Linked DNA regions of Mus musculus: regions 1 and 2 are each linked to region 3. A link is a contact called in public ChIA-PET and HiCAR-type data. All regions are on one chromosome and are shown on one strand. Each heading gives the region's core, a stretch centred on a gene start, on an enhancer-like site or on the middle of the called end of the contact. The rest is flanking DNA. Distances are from core to core; before and after follow the strand shown.

Region 1 (4,188 bases), core at 754-3,253, 300 kb before region 3:
GCAGCCCCTTTTATAGGTCTACCTGGCTGTTGCCAGGTAACTGTGGGGGTGGAGTTTAGACAGAATGCTAACAGTCAGTGCTCTTAACCACTGAGCCATATCTCTCCAGCCCAATAAATGTGATTTGAGTAACATATTTTAAGACTTAAAAAATATATTTAGTAATAATTTAATATATTAAAATAGTATTATAACATGTAATTAACATAAAATGTATTGTGGTAAAGGATGAAGCTCAGGGATACAGTGCCTTTCTGATATGCATAGGCCTTGGGCTTCAATTCCAGCACTGGAAATTAAATACACTGAGAGACTTCATCCATTTTTAAAAGTAAATTCCAGAATATAGTATATACTTCATAGCACCTACATCTCAACTCACTGTAAGTTATAAAGAAGAGCAGCCAAATACTAAGAACAACAACTAAGAGATAAGAGAAGCACCTATAAAACTTGTAAATGGGAGACTTAAAAATAACAGTTCAGAGCAGGGAACACAAGAAAGAACACAGAGCCCAGACCCAGACCCAGGGCATATGAAAACCGCTGCAGTAGAGCAGCACTATAGACCACAGGGGCAGGAAGAGCTTCCTCATAAATTGTGGAAGCATTTGGGAAAAGAGAAAAATAAACCCACACTTCATCTCATACCCCAAAATAAACCTCAAACATGTTTAAGATCTACATGAGGGGAGGAAGAAGAAACTACACAAACACTAGAGAGAAATTTTGTATTCCTCCCTAACCCTGGTGTCAGAATAAGACTAACAATTATCAAACTCTAAAGGCAGTTTACAATGTAAGACTTACAATGTAAGATTGGTAAAATGACTACATAAAAGTTAACAAGAAAACTTCCAAATGGCTGAAAAACCCAGTAAACCAAGTTCATAGGAAACTGAGGAACCAGGAGAAAATTTTGGCAGCACCGAACAGAGGTGAAAAACTCGTATTCCTAATTTATAAAAATCTCTTAAAAACCAAACAACAAAATTCTAGTTAAGAACAAAAACAAACAAACAAACAAACAAACAAACAAAACAACCAAAAGGTCTGTTGGATAGTTTTATATCAGCTTGATATAGGCTAGAGTAATTTTTGGAAGAGGGAATCTCACTGTGGAGAAAATGATCCCATCAGACTGGCCTATGGGTAAGCCTGTAGTGCATTTTCTTGATTGCTTATTGTTGTGGGAGGGTCAAGTTCACTGCATGGGTGGTACTACCTTTGGGATAGTGGTCTTGGAGACTGTAAGAAAGCAAGTTCAGTAAGCCATGAGGAGTAAGCCAGTAAGCAGCATGTCACCTTTATGTACAAAACAGGAAGTTCAGACTTCTCTAGAGTATAAGACAAAAACCTTTGCAACTACTTCAAGAATGTTCTAGACCTGTGTAAGTCACTATCGGAACAAGTTCTTAGTAATCAAGGATGTCTGAGAACACAAGTCATGCACTGGATATCATGGAAACTCACTGTGACACAGACATGGAAACTTACTAATTATGAGATAGGAACAATCAACACAACGGTATTAGAAACAGGTGAACATAACCTCACCCAAAGATGACCCAGGATAGGAGGGATGTTACAGCAGCCACTCTCCTTACCCTCTCCAGTTCTGTACCTATGTTTTCAACTAACCACAAATCAAATTTTTTAAAAAAAAAGTGCACTTTATATGTCTAAAATTATTTCAAAATCATAATATAGCAGCTACAAATTATTATTGTTGGAAAAGTCACAGATGAGCAACATCCCGCCTGCAGGGGCCTGTCGAGAACTCACACACACAGACCACACCAGCCAAGGCTGGGAACAGTTCCCTTGTGATCTTTATTTACCAAGTGAACTGCTGGTTCTGTCTCCTTTCTTCTTTTTATTTTTCTTATTCTTGCCCTTGGGCTGAGGAGAACTGGCCAGAATCAGCCTGCCATTCTGCAGGAGCTGGCTGGGGGAGGGTGGCTCAGGAGTGACAGTGCTCAGCTTCTCCTCTTTGATGTGGCTCAGCTGCTTTTTGTTGTTGTTGTTGCTGTTGGTTTTCCTCTCCTCCCTCTTCTGCTCTGTGAGAAGAGCAAGGTCAACTACTTTAGGTTTCAACTCTGGCTGGGCCCGGGGTTTGAGCTGTACCTCTGTGGTTTTGGGAGGCTCTGTGGGCTTCCTGGCTGGCTCATTGCTGGTCTTGCTGGTTTGCTTTAACTTTTGCTTGCTATTTCCCTCCTTGTGATGATGCATCATGTCCAAGAGAAATGCAAGAGGCTCGTGCTGCTTCCCATTGACTTCCTTAGGTAGCAGAAGCTTGGAGGGGTCTCTGGGGTCCACAGGGTCTGTAGCATCCCCATTGGCTCCAGGCCCTGGCCTGGGCTCTGAGTGGTTCATGTGTCTGGAAGGGGAGTGAGATGAGGTTTCTGGTTCTTCGGTTTGTTCTAAGGAGCCATTGTGGATGTTTTCAGAGTTAGAGATAGACTCTGTTGCTGCCTGGAAATTTCTAGCAAGCATGTCCAACTTGGAACAGTCTTTACTTGGCCGATCCTTTTTCTTCTTTTTTGCAGCTCTTAACTTCTGAAGCTCCTGAAGCCGCTGAAATTCCTCCTTGAAATGCTGTTCCTCGTCCTCCTCTTCTTCGTCCTCCTCTTCTTCCCGCTGCTTTTGCTCCTCCTGATGATGCAGATGCTCCCGTGCCCTGGCCTCAGCTTCTAGGCGTGCCTTCTCTTCCAGCTGCCAATAACAAAAGAGAAGATGGCTTTAGACCATGGTAAGAACTCCAAAACTTGACAGAGTTGCTAAGACGGCTCAGCAGGTAAAGGCATTTGCCACCAAGCCTGGTGAGTTGAATTTGATCCCCCAAGAACCACATGGTGAAGAATCATCCCATAAACATTGACCCATGACTTACACACAAACTATGATGGCCTCCCCTCCCCACATATATAAATGTAATTAAAAAAATTACTCTAGAAACTTGAGATATCAATCATATATTGAAAAATAAACTTTGATAGAGGCAGTAACAAATGTACCTACAACATACGTACCTGTAATTATTTCACCCAAAAGAACTGTTAAATCTCATCTACCTACCAAGCATATGCTTACTTTACTGGGAACTAGGTGGCTAGCTTCTGACCAAGAAGTAGGTACCAGGAGTAGTCAGACCAGCAGTTGTGCTGTGCGTGCAGCACCCATAGACCTGACCATCTCTCTATAGAAATAGCAAGGAATCAGCTTTCTGATTGCATGAGCTCCTGACAGACTTTGCTGTCCAGGTGAGGGCTGAACCAGAAATAAGGACCTGCATAAGTAAGACACAAACAAAATGTGTCCAAAAGTTTGAAAGTCCCTTCCCACACTATCAGATAAAAGTCTCAATACACGTTGAACTACACAAGAGCAAAGGGCTTTCAGAAATATTCAGTTTCACATAGCAAAGTGGCCCCAATGTATTTCTGCTTTCCAACCTGATGGAAAGAAGTTTCATCAAGTAAAGATTTCATTGTACGAATGATTCTAGACCACAGAACAGACCCTTTCAGGGCTCCAAACCCAAGCAAATAGATGTCTACTTTTCATGACGTGCTATGAAAAGCCCTGTCAAGTTTCTGGGGAGTGGAAATTGCTCTCAGCAGTTTACACCAAGGAAGCTGCCTAACCTTACACTTTATAATGTTGATGCTAAGAGCTGTCCTTCAAGTAGATGGGCCTGTGGGTCAGAACAAGAATGTGTGAAGTCTGTCTTAGGAAGAGGCTTGCAGGCACCATGGGCTAGAGCTCTATCTTCTATCAAAGGCCATCTCTCAGCTTCTAAACCTCAGAGTCCCATCTACTCTGCATCACAAAATCTCTTCCTTCTATCTCTTTGGAAGAAAGGTTCCTACAAAAGTGTATGTAAGCGCTGCTGTCCCACTGGCCAGGCAGAGCAGGCTGCATGAAAGCCTATTACAAACTCAATACTTTGGGAGAAGACAAAGTGGTACAGGTGCTAGTTCAGGCCTTCTGCGACAGACAGACTCCTAGAGCACCAGGGCAGGCATGTCAAGCAGCCCTAGCTTCGTATCTGTGCGCCCTGGTAGGGCGGGCTGTCACTTACCTTCCTCTGCTTGTGCCTTGCTCGTTTGGCTGCCCGACTACTACTAACTGGCTTGGCCTCAGAGCTGTTTATAAACTGTAACAAATCCTCCACTCTCCGATGGT
Region 2 (3,770 bases), core at 288-2,787, 420 kb before region 3:
AATGATGATGATGATGGGAGGGAGGGAAAGAAACACAGAAGATCATTGTACAAAAAAGAGAGCAGTCTGTAGTCTAGGAGAATATGAGAGAAGTCTAGACTAGTGTCTAATGAGCATATTCACCAGCGTCTGTACCAAGTCTCATATTCTGAGCCAAGCACCATGAGGGTCCCTGGTGGCTGAAACAGCAAGCATGGTGATACACTCCTGTGACCTCAGCACTCAGGAAGTAGAAGCAAGACTCCAGTGAGCTTGAGGCCAGACACTGTTCAACGCCTTCCCTGCACCAGTCGATGGGGCTGGAGATGAGGCCTGCATTCCCAGCAGTTGGGAGACTCACAACCACTGCTAAGCCCAGATCCAGGGATCACGTGCCCGGACCTGGTACAGAAACCATACACATAATTTAAAAATATATATATATTAGAGGAAAAGAAGTCGAAATTTAACATTATACTGCAACAGTGCCAACTGCCTTTCCTATTTTTGCTTCTTCACTGGATTCAACTACTATAACTGGGGGTTGGGGGCTTCTTGTGTAGCCCTGGCTGTCCTGGAACTCTCTCTGTAGACCAGGCTGGCCTCGAACTCACAGAGACCCGCCTGAGTGCTAGTGCTGGGATTAAAGGCCTGTGCCACCACTGCCTGGCTTTTTTTTTTTTTTTTTTTTTTTTAAAGACAGGTTTTTATCATCTAGCTCTGGCTGGCCTGGAACTCAGAGATCTGTCTGCCACTCTCTCCAAAGTAGTAGGATAAAAGGCCCACTCTATGGAACACAGGCCCCCCAGTGGAGGAGCTAGAGAAAGTACCCAAGGAGCCGAAGGGGTCTGCAACCGGATAAGTGGAACAACAATATGAACTAACCAGTACCCCCAGAACTCGTGTCTCTAGCTGCATATGTAGCAGAAGATGGCCTAGTCAGCCATCATTGGGAAGAAAGACCCCTTGGTCTTGCAAACTTTATATAACTTGACCCAGTACCAGGGCCAAGAAGTGGGAGTGGGTGGGTAGGGGAGCAGGGCAGGGGGAGGATATAGGGGACTTTCAGGATAGCATTTGAAATGTAAATGAAGAAAATATCTAATAAAAAATTTTAAAAATAAATAAATAAAAGGCCCACCCTACCACATTAGGCTTTCTCAACTACTGTAATAGTTTTGCTGACATTATAAAAATCCTTCAAAATGTACTGTTTCCTGAAACAAAATTTGCCCTGCCTCATTCCTTCCCCTTTGGTGCTGAGAATCAAACACCACAGGTCTTCAAGGGTAATCAGCCAATACGCCTCTGCTGAACTGCACCCCACTCCCAAACACTTTCTGAAGGACATTCCACAAGGGAAGGTTGCTAAGTAAAAATTTGGTCTGTCCTTTTAATTATTTTTCTGAGGGGAGGGCTAAGTGGAGAAGTCTGGCAAGAATACAAGTAAAGAAGCACTCCCCGCTTCCCCCAGAATCAAAGGTCTGAATGTTCCACACTGTGAAGTAATTAGTTGCGAAGAATAAGACAAAAGAAAGCTCTGAAGTAAAAGCTAGGACTTGAAGGACTGAGAAGAGCCCAAGACTGAATGCTGGGAGAATGGCTCAGTGTTCTGCACACGCAAAGGCTGCGAGTGCTGCTGTGTTAGCCCTGAAGCCTGAGAACAGACAGAGACAGGGTTCCTCTTTTGATCTAGGCAAGAAGCATTTAAAATCACAAACATAAGCTTAAGTGAAACTGTCAAAAGTATGCTCTTTGAAAAGTCACCACATAGGCTATTAGAGGTTTGTTTAAGTCTTTATGCTACCAAGTAACTATAAATGTACAGGTGTCTTCACAAAATAAGGATGTATTGTTAAATGAAAAAAGAAAGATACAGAAATCAATATAGATGGTATATGTGAGGGGTAAGTAAAAACTCATTTATATTTGCATAAATAAAAAATCCGCAAGAAACTGAAAATGACAGAAGTGTAAGGAGCTGAGCAGACAGGGGGCAACTGTGTAAGTGTTATATATACAATTTAAAGTTAATTTATAAAAGTAATTTAAAAATAAAATACCACTTAGACAATAAAATAATAATCATTAGAGCAAGTGTATAACAAACAAAGACACTGTGCTATAATGACATCAGCAGATGCGGAGAGAGCCACAGTACTGTATGTCTGTCATCCTTTCTACCTTATGTGAGGTCCAGGGATCCCACCCCAGTCGCCATCCGCGCACTGCAAGCCCTTCCCTGCTGAGCCCCACAGTCTTGGGTGACTGGGGCCATGGCCAGGTGGCTTGTGTTCAGAACAGCCTCTAGGCAGACAGACAAACAAAAGACCCATGAGAATAACTTGTTCCAGAGTATGAGAATGTATTAGTCAAGTACATTATGACTTTTTGATTAATACATTTCTCTTATGTTGTGGTAAAAGAGCAAATAAACTAAGAAAGAGTTAAGCATCTTGTTTCACTCTATATAGAAAATTAATGCCAGAGGGTAGGATTGTTAGGGTTAAAGGTGTCCCAAATTCTGGAGACATAAATAAGAGAATGTGGCTACAGGATGAGGCAGGCAAAGTTACCAGGTAAGAGGAAGAAAGCCTCTCCCGTGAGCCCCTCTTCACAGAGCAGGCAAAGCACTGCAGCCCTCTGCCCTAGTAAACCTCAGCTTGACCCACAGTCCCATCTTGGAACTTATTCTTGCATTTAAGACTGTACAATGAATGAGGATGGCTCCTAAGCCTTTGCTTATTTCAGGAATAATCCCTGGGCCGCCTCGGGGGTAGAAAGGTTAAACCGAAGCCCTGGGGCTCTGGTCTGCTCTCCACTCTGAAGGATGCCCTTTTGCCTTCCACCCTGGAGGCTGCCCTTTTGTGCTCTCTTACTCCTCTGCTAGAAACTCCTGACCTCTACCTTGGGAATACAAGCACTGAGAAGCTTTCACAGCAGGGATCAGAGGGAATTCCAGAAGAGGCCGCTCTCCAACTTGATTAGAATTCAGGGCACCAAAAAAGGGTGGAGGTCGAAGTTCCAAAAGCTCTGAGCCTCTGAGACCTACCTTAATTCCTCCTCTACCCACTCACTTATAACTCCTTCCCTTCACCCTCCGTGATCACCTCACACAACCTCCTAGCAGCACCTGACCACCCCCACCCCTTTCACCCCCAACCCCCAGCCTCCCAGCGTCCTTTCTGCCTTCCCTCCTATCTCTCCAGCCACTCTGTGCAGCTTCCCTTGCTGTCTCCTTTCTTCCCAGAGCCCTGAGCTCTTGCTCTTCCCTAACAATACTGTCAGCCCCATCTCTATTTGTACTCTCTGGTTCTCTATTCTGGCCATCTATCAAATTCACCTAGAGAAGCCAGGCATTGTGGTGCATGTCTGTTATCCCAGTACTCTGAAGGCTGAGGCAGGAGGATCACTGATTCTAGGCCAGCCTGAGATTGGAATACATAGTAATTCCAAGGACTATACTGCATGAGACTATTTCAAAAAACTAAAATAGCATATTTTTAAAGAACCATAGAGGGAGTTGGAGACATAGCTTAGCAGTTAAAAGCACTGGCTGCTCTTCCAGGGGTTCTGAGTTCAATTCCCAGCAACCATCTGTAAGGGAATCTGATGCCCTCTTCTCTTCTGGTATGTCTGAAGACAACAATAGTATGCTCACATATATAAAATAAATCTAAAAAACAGAGAGAGACAGAGAGAGAGAGAGAGAGAGAGAGAGAGAGAGAGAGAGAGAGAGAGAAAGATATGGGCTATGTGCTGAATAATCTTGGTCCAAGCGAAAGTTATCT
Region 3 (4,305 bases), core at 943-3,442:
TTCAACAGCACAGTTGTATACAAAGTTTTAAAACTGTCTGTAAATATACTGTATAAAACATAAAATAATTTTTAATATTGATGACAGGAGAGTAAGGCCAACAGAAAAGACTCAGGTCCTGCATTTTGGTTTGTTTCGCCCATTACATTCTCACAGGCTTGCTTAGGACCGATTAGCTCCTCGGTTCCCGTTACCTTTTGACCCCACTAAAACCACAACTGAGTTTGAGTAGAAGAAAGCAAGCTTGTCTTGGAAATAAGTTTAACATACTTGCCTTCTTAAGTTTCTAATCCAGTCCCAAGAAAACTTTCCAGTTCTGTATAATTGACCCCATTGTGTTTGCTGTTTGTACTCAGGGGGCTGATCCTGTTCTAATCTTTATGTTTTCATGGCTTCTTATGGCCTCGCAAACACTTCTCAAACAAGGAGCGGTGGTCAGCAATTCAAGAGAGCGAGCTGGGGGCCAGGAGTCACTAAGAACAGTGGGTTTTCTAGAAGGTCTCATGGGTCCCAGGCTGTGCCTGGGGGGAACCTCAGCCTGCAAAGTAGCCCTTTGTCTTTCTGGCATCTTTAATTCCATCTCCTCCGAGCTCTTCCGCACAGTCTATAAATATCCTCCAGTTCCTCCCACTTTAAAACAAAACAACACCAAAAATCCTCTCAGCCTTGCATTCCCACCCCCTCATCTTGTGTCATTTGGCTCTTTTTCTCTCAGTCTTTGCCGCCTCAGCAAAATTTCCCAAAAGTACTGCCTGCACTTCCTCTGGCCAAAACCCACTCAACGCCAGCTCCCTGCTGAGCCCCTACCTCCAGTTTGGCATCTGGGGTCCTCTTGGGCCAGTCCCCTGATGTCCTAACCACATTAGGCACCATTCTAAGAACTTTTCCCCTGTACTGTTTGTTTTTATTTACTTTCCGGTTTTATTGACCTTCAAAAGGAGGATAAAAGTTAAATAAGAATTAATAGGAAATGTCTTCAACTCAAATTTAAATGATCTGCTTAGAACATTAGTTTTTCTCTCTTTGAAAACATGAATATCTGGGCATGGTGATTCATACCTGTGGCCCCAGCACTTGGAGATGCTAAAGTAGGATCTTGAGTTGAAGCCCAGCCTGGGTAGAGAAGCAAATCCTTGTCTCACAAAACAAATAAGCCCAGGGAAAAAGATCCAGAAAGAATTCTACCTAGTAGCAACTAGACTAGACCCTTGTCTGATACATCACCCTATTTATGATTAGAAGAGGGGAATACTATTTTTTTAATGATCAAAGCCCAGATCTTGTGAATTTATATATCATCTTACAAGAGAGTGGTTAAGTTGCAAATGCTGTCTGATAGAAAAAAATGAACAGATTATGACCCATACAGACAAGTTGTTACCAATGCCAACTGTAACTCCAAAGATCAGTTTTCTGGGACCATAGGACATTAACTAGGCTTGCATCTGAGTTCAGCATTCTGTCTTTCATTGAATGACGGCGGGCATCCTCAGAATGTCTGTACTTCTGAGTTAAATGCATTCTAAAACTGATGTATTTTACACCTTGACATTTTGAAGATGGGATCTTGGAGGGAGTCAGCTTTTGCTTGGAAGTCATCGAGGCCTTGGGAGTTAAGTGATTTTTGTTAAATAACCATTGTAAAAGATTCTATAGCCAACAATCCTACCCTGCAAGAGACCTGATAGGGTCCCAGCTGCTTGTTATTAGCACCAACGCTGGATCACCCTACCAGTGGTGGTGGTAAGAGCTGTTGGGGGAAGAAGGGGTCTGTTCGGCCTCAAACTTCCGGTCCCCTAGTGGTGTCACAGACCGCAAGCCATTCTTAGGACAGGAGGCCTAACTGAACTAGAGGGCCAAATGGCCAAGGCAACAAAGCAGCCGGAAGAGACCCAGACTCCAACTCCCGAGCGGGGGCGGGGTGGGGCGGAGCGAGGGCAGAGCCTATAGTGAGAAAACCAATCCTCTTGAGCCTAGCGGGAAGGACGGCGGGCCAGAGGCGGGGCTAAGGGGCGGTGCGTCCGTCAGGAAAGCCAATCACTTTACCCCGGCTCGTTGAAGGGGGTTGGTCTGCGGGTCCTCCTTCGCTTTCTCCGGGATACCTCGCCGCCTGCGCTGACTTTACGGATGTTGTAATCTGCGCGTGCGCGTCCTGGCACTCCCGTGAGGCACTGCGGCGCGCGCGGTTGGAGGCTGGCAGAGAGCAGTGACTGCGGCTTTCCTGAGGTAAGGGTCTTGTAAGTTCGGGGTTGGCGGGGCCGCCGCTACCCTCCTACAGCCTGCTTGAGGCATCGATAGAGGTCGCTGGGCCCAGGCGCGGGGTGTGCGGGGAGGCTGAGGCTTTGTGCCAGAGGTGGGGGCGGAGGTACGTGGCCGGTCATCCGGCTGGGGTTGGTAGCTTTATTTTTCGGATACTGCGGATAAAACCCAAGGCCTCAATCATACGAGGCAAACGTTAAACCGGAAATACACACTTATCTGTTACCCAGCTTTTAAAAACAGCAATTTGGTACTTTTGTGGGCGTGTTTTATTAGAGCTCTTAAGTGTCATAACTGGATACTCAGAAACAAACCAAAACCAACCCAGAGAGTTTGCTACCAGAGTGTCAAATACATCGTGATTTTAAGACCTGCCATTGTCACTGACCTAAGTTTGGTTCAAGTCGTGGTTCATTGTGTTCTATTCGAAATAAAACTTCTTACTTGATGATTGATGGGTACTTTGAAACTTGTCAATTTGTCCTGGTTTTCTCTGCGTTAGACTGGTTATATCTATAGATTGAGTCCTTTGAGACTGATGGAACGCTGATTGAAGTAAATATTTAGTTGATTCTTCCTTAGAAAGGTAGGCATATTTCTTTTTCCTAACTAGAAACTACAGGGGAAACAGCTATTTTACAAAATGTAATTTATTTTAAGTAATTTCATCATTGGGAAAAAAAATCAGTTTTTTTTTATTGTTATATCTTCATTAATTAGATTCTTCATTACTGTTGTAGTGTCCTAAGCAACACCCTGATTGCTTCTGTTTTGCTTTGTCTTTGTCAGATATTGCACGTGCATCTGCTTTTAACTTAAGTAGTCTCCTGATGTCATCTGATAAAATGATCTGTATATTTAAAATTCATTTGCCTTGTTCATGGTCTAATACTTGTGTTCTTTCCCCCACTAGGAAAACACATTATAGATTGTATTTTTTTTCCTTCTTCTATGGACTTAGCGTAAATATGTTTTTTTCTGTTTGAACTTAGTTTAAAAAAATAGATTCATATCAAATATTTAAAAACAGGAGTAGTTAAACCATGAGTTGTGGAAATGAGTTTGTGGAAACATTGAAAAAAATTGGTTATCCCAAAGCTGATATTCTTAATGGAGAAGATTTTGACTGGCTCTTTGAGGATGTTGAAGATGAGTCATTCTTGAAATGGTTTTGTGGGAATGTGAATGAACAGAATGTATTGTCTGAAAAAGAATTGGAAGCCTTCAGCGATCTCCAGCGATCAGGCAAGCCTATCCTAGAAGGAACAGCATTGGATGAAGTTCTTAGGACCTGTAAAACTTTTGATTTGAAGACATGCAAACTGGATGACAAAGAGATACAGATATTAGAGGATGAGGTTCAAACTCTGCAGAAATTAAATAACTCAAAAATTCAGCGACGGAATAAATACCAGTTAATGGTTTCTGAAACTAGCTACAGGTTTCTGGCATTAAATGCTAAACAAGAGGAGGCCACTAAGAAGCTGAAACAGAAGCAAGGATTCCTAAATTCTGTGAATACTAAGCTCAGTAATGAACTTCAGGGTCTTACTGAGGAAGTTAATAATTTGATGATATTCTTCAGAAATTCTAATTTAAGTGAAAGAACAAATCCAATGGTGTTTTTATCTCAGTTTCCCTTGGGAAAATACATAAGCCAAGAAGAGCAGAGCACAGCAGCATTAACCTTATACACAAAAAAGCAATTCTTTCAGGGCATGCACGAAGTAGTTGAAAGTTCAAATGAAGACAATTTTCAACTTTTAGATATACAAACACCGTCTATTTGTGATAATGAAGAAATCCTTAGGGAGCGACGACTGGAGATGGCTAGACTGCAGATGGCATGTATTTGTGTCCAGAAACAGATCATATACTTGAAAACAAGTAATTTGAGCATGAAGTCGAGTATAAAATGGGCGGAAGAGAATCTTAATAGACTAACCAATGAGGTAAGCATAAGAAATAAGACTGAATTCATATTGTAATTGTTAGGAATATAGAGTTTAATATTGCTGCTAATTTAGAAAAGGGGGGAAATCTAAT

The links. ChIA-PET counts read pairs in DNA pulled down with a chosen protein or histone mark. HiCAR-type assays count read pairs that join an accessible place to other places.
Region 1: a contact with region 3 is called in an RNA polymerase II ChIA-PET map of memory CD8 T cells, with 6 read pairs. The contact joins the enhancer-like site here to the promoter of Haus3 in region 3. A contact is called at or near these places in 3 of 39 promoter capture datasets (the 3T3-L1 cell line and frontonasal cranial neural crest), 1 of 115 datasets of contacts at active chromatin or transcription factors (memory CD8 T cells) and 3 of 9 other capture datasets (adipose tissue, liver and macrophages).
Region 2: a HiCAR-type map of astrocytes shows a contact between it and region 3, with 2.3 times the contacts expected there. The contact joins the enhancer-like site here to the promoter of Haus3 in region 3. A contact is called at or near these places in 4 of 39 promoter capture datasets (the HPC-7 cell line, HPC-7-derived erythroid cells, cranial neural crest and 2 more), 1 of 115 datasets of contacts at active chromatin or transcription factors (astrocytes) and 3 of 9 other capture datasets (adipose tissue, liver and pancreatic islet).

The regions. Positions count from the first base shown.
Region 1 is chr5:34,464,101-34,468,288 of GRCm38.p6, reverse strand. Fam193a (family with sequence homology 193, member A) reads right to left here. Exons shown (of 21, transcript NM_001243123.1): 18 at 4,085-4,188; 19 at 1,842-2,715. Among named protein-coding and RNA genes, the nearest start is that of Tnip2, 48 kb to the left of the region's middle. Within about 2 kb of position 2,003, at least 23 of the 459 cell types and tissues checked have an H3K27ac peak or open chromatin away from gene starts, as enhancers often do. A contact at or near this core is called in memory CD8 T cells, where this site is marked.
Region 2 is chr5:34,589,343-34,593,112 of GRCm38.p6, reverse strand. All of the region lies in intron 1 of Add1 (adducin 1 (alpha)), which reads right to left. Among named protein-coding and RNA genes, the nearest start is that of Mir7036b, 17 kb to the right of the region's middle. Within about 2 kb of position 1,537, at least 38 of the 459 cell types and tissues checked have an H3K27ac peak or open chromatin away from gene starts, as enhancers often do. A contact at or near this core is called in adipose tissue and astrocytes, where this site is marked.
Region 3 is chr5:34,167,311-34,171,615 of GRCm38.p6, reverse strand. Haus3 (HAUS augmin-like complex, subunit 3) reads left to right here and starts at 2,192. Exons shown (of 5, transcript NM_146159.1): 1 at 2,192-2,226; 2 at 3,173-4,211. The coding sequence starts at 3,303. It overlaps Poln (DNA polymerase N), which reads left to right and starts at 2,090. Exons shown (of 25, transcript NM_181857.4): 1 at 2,090-2,226.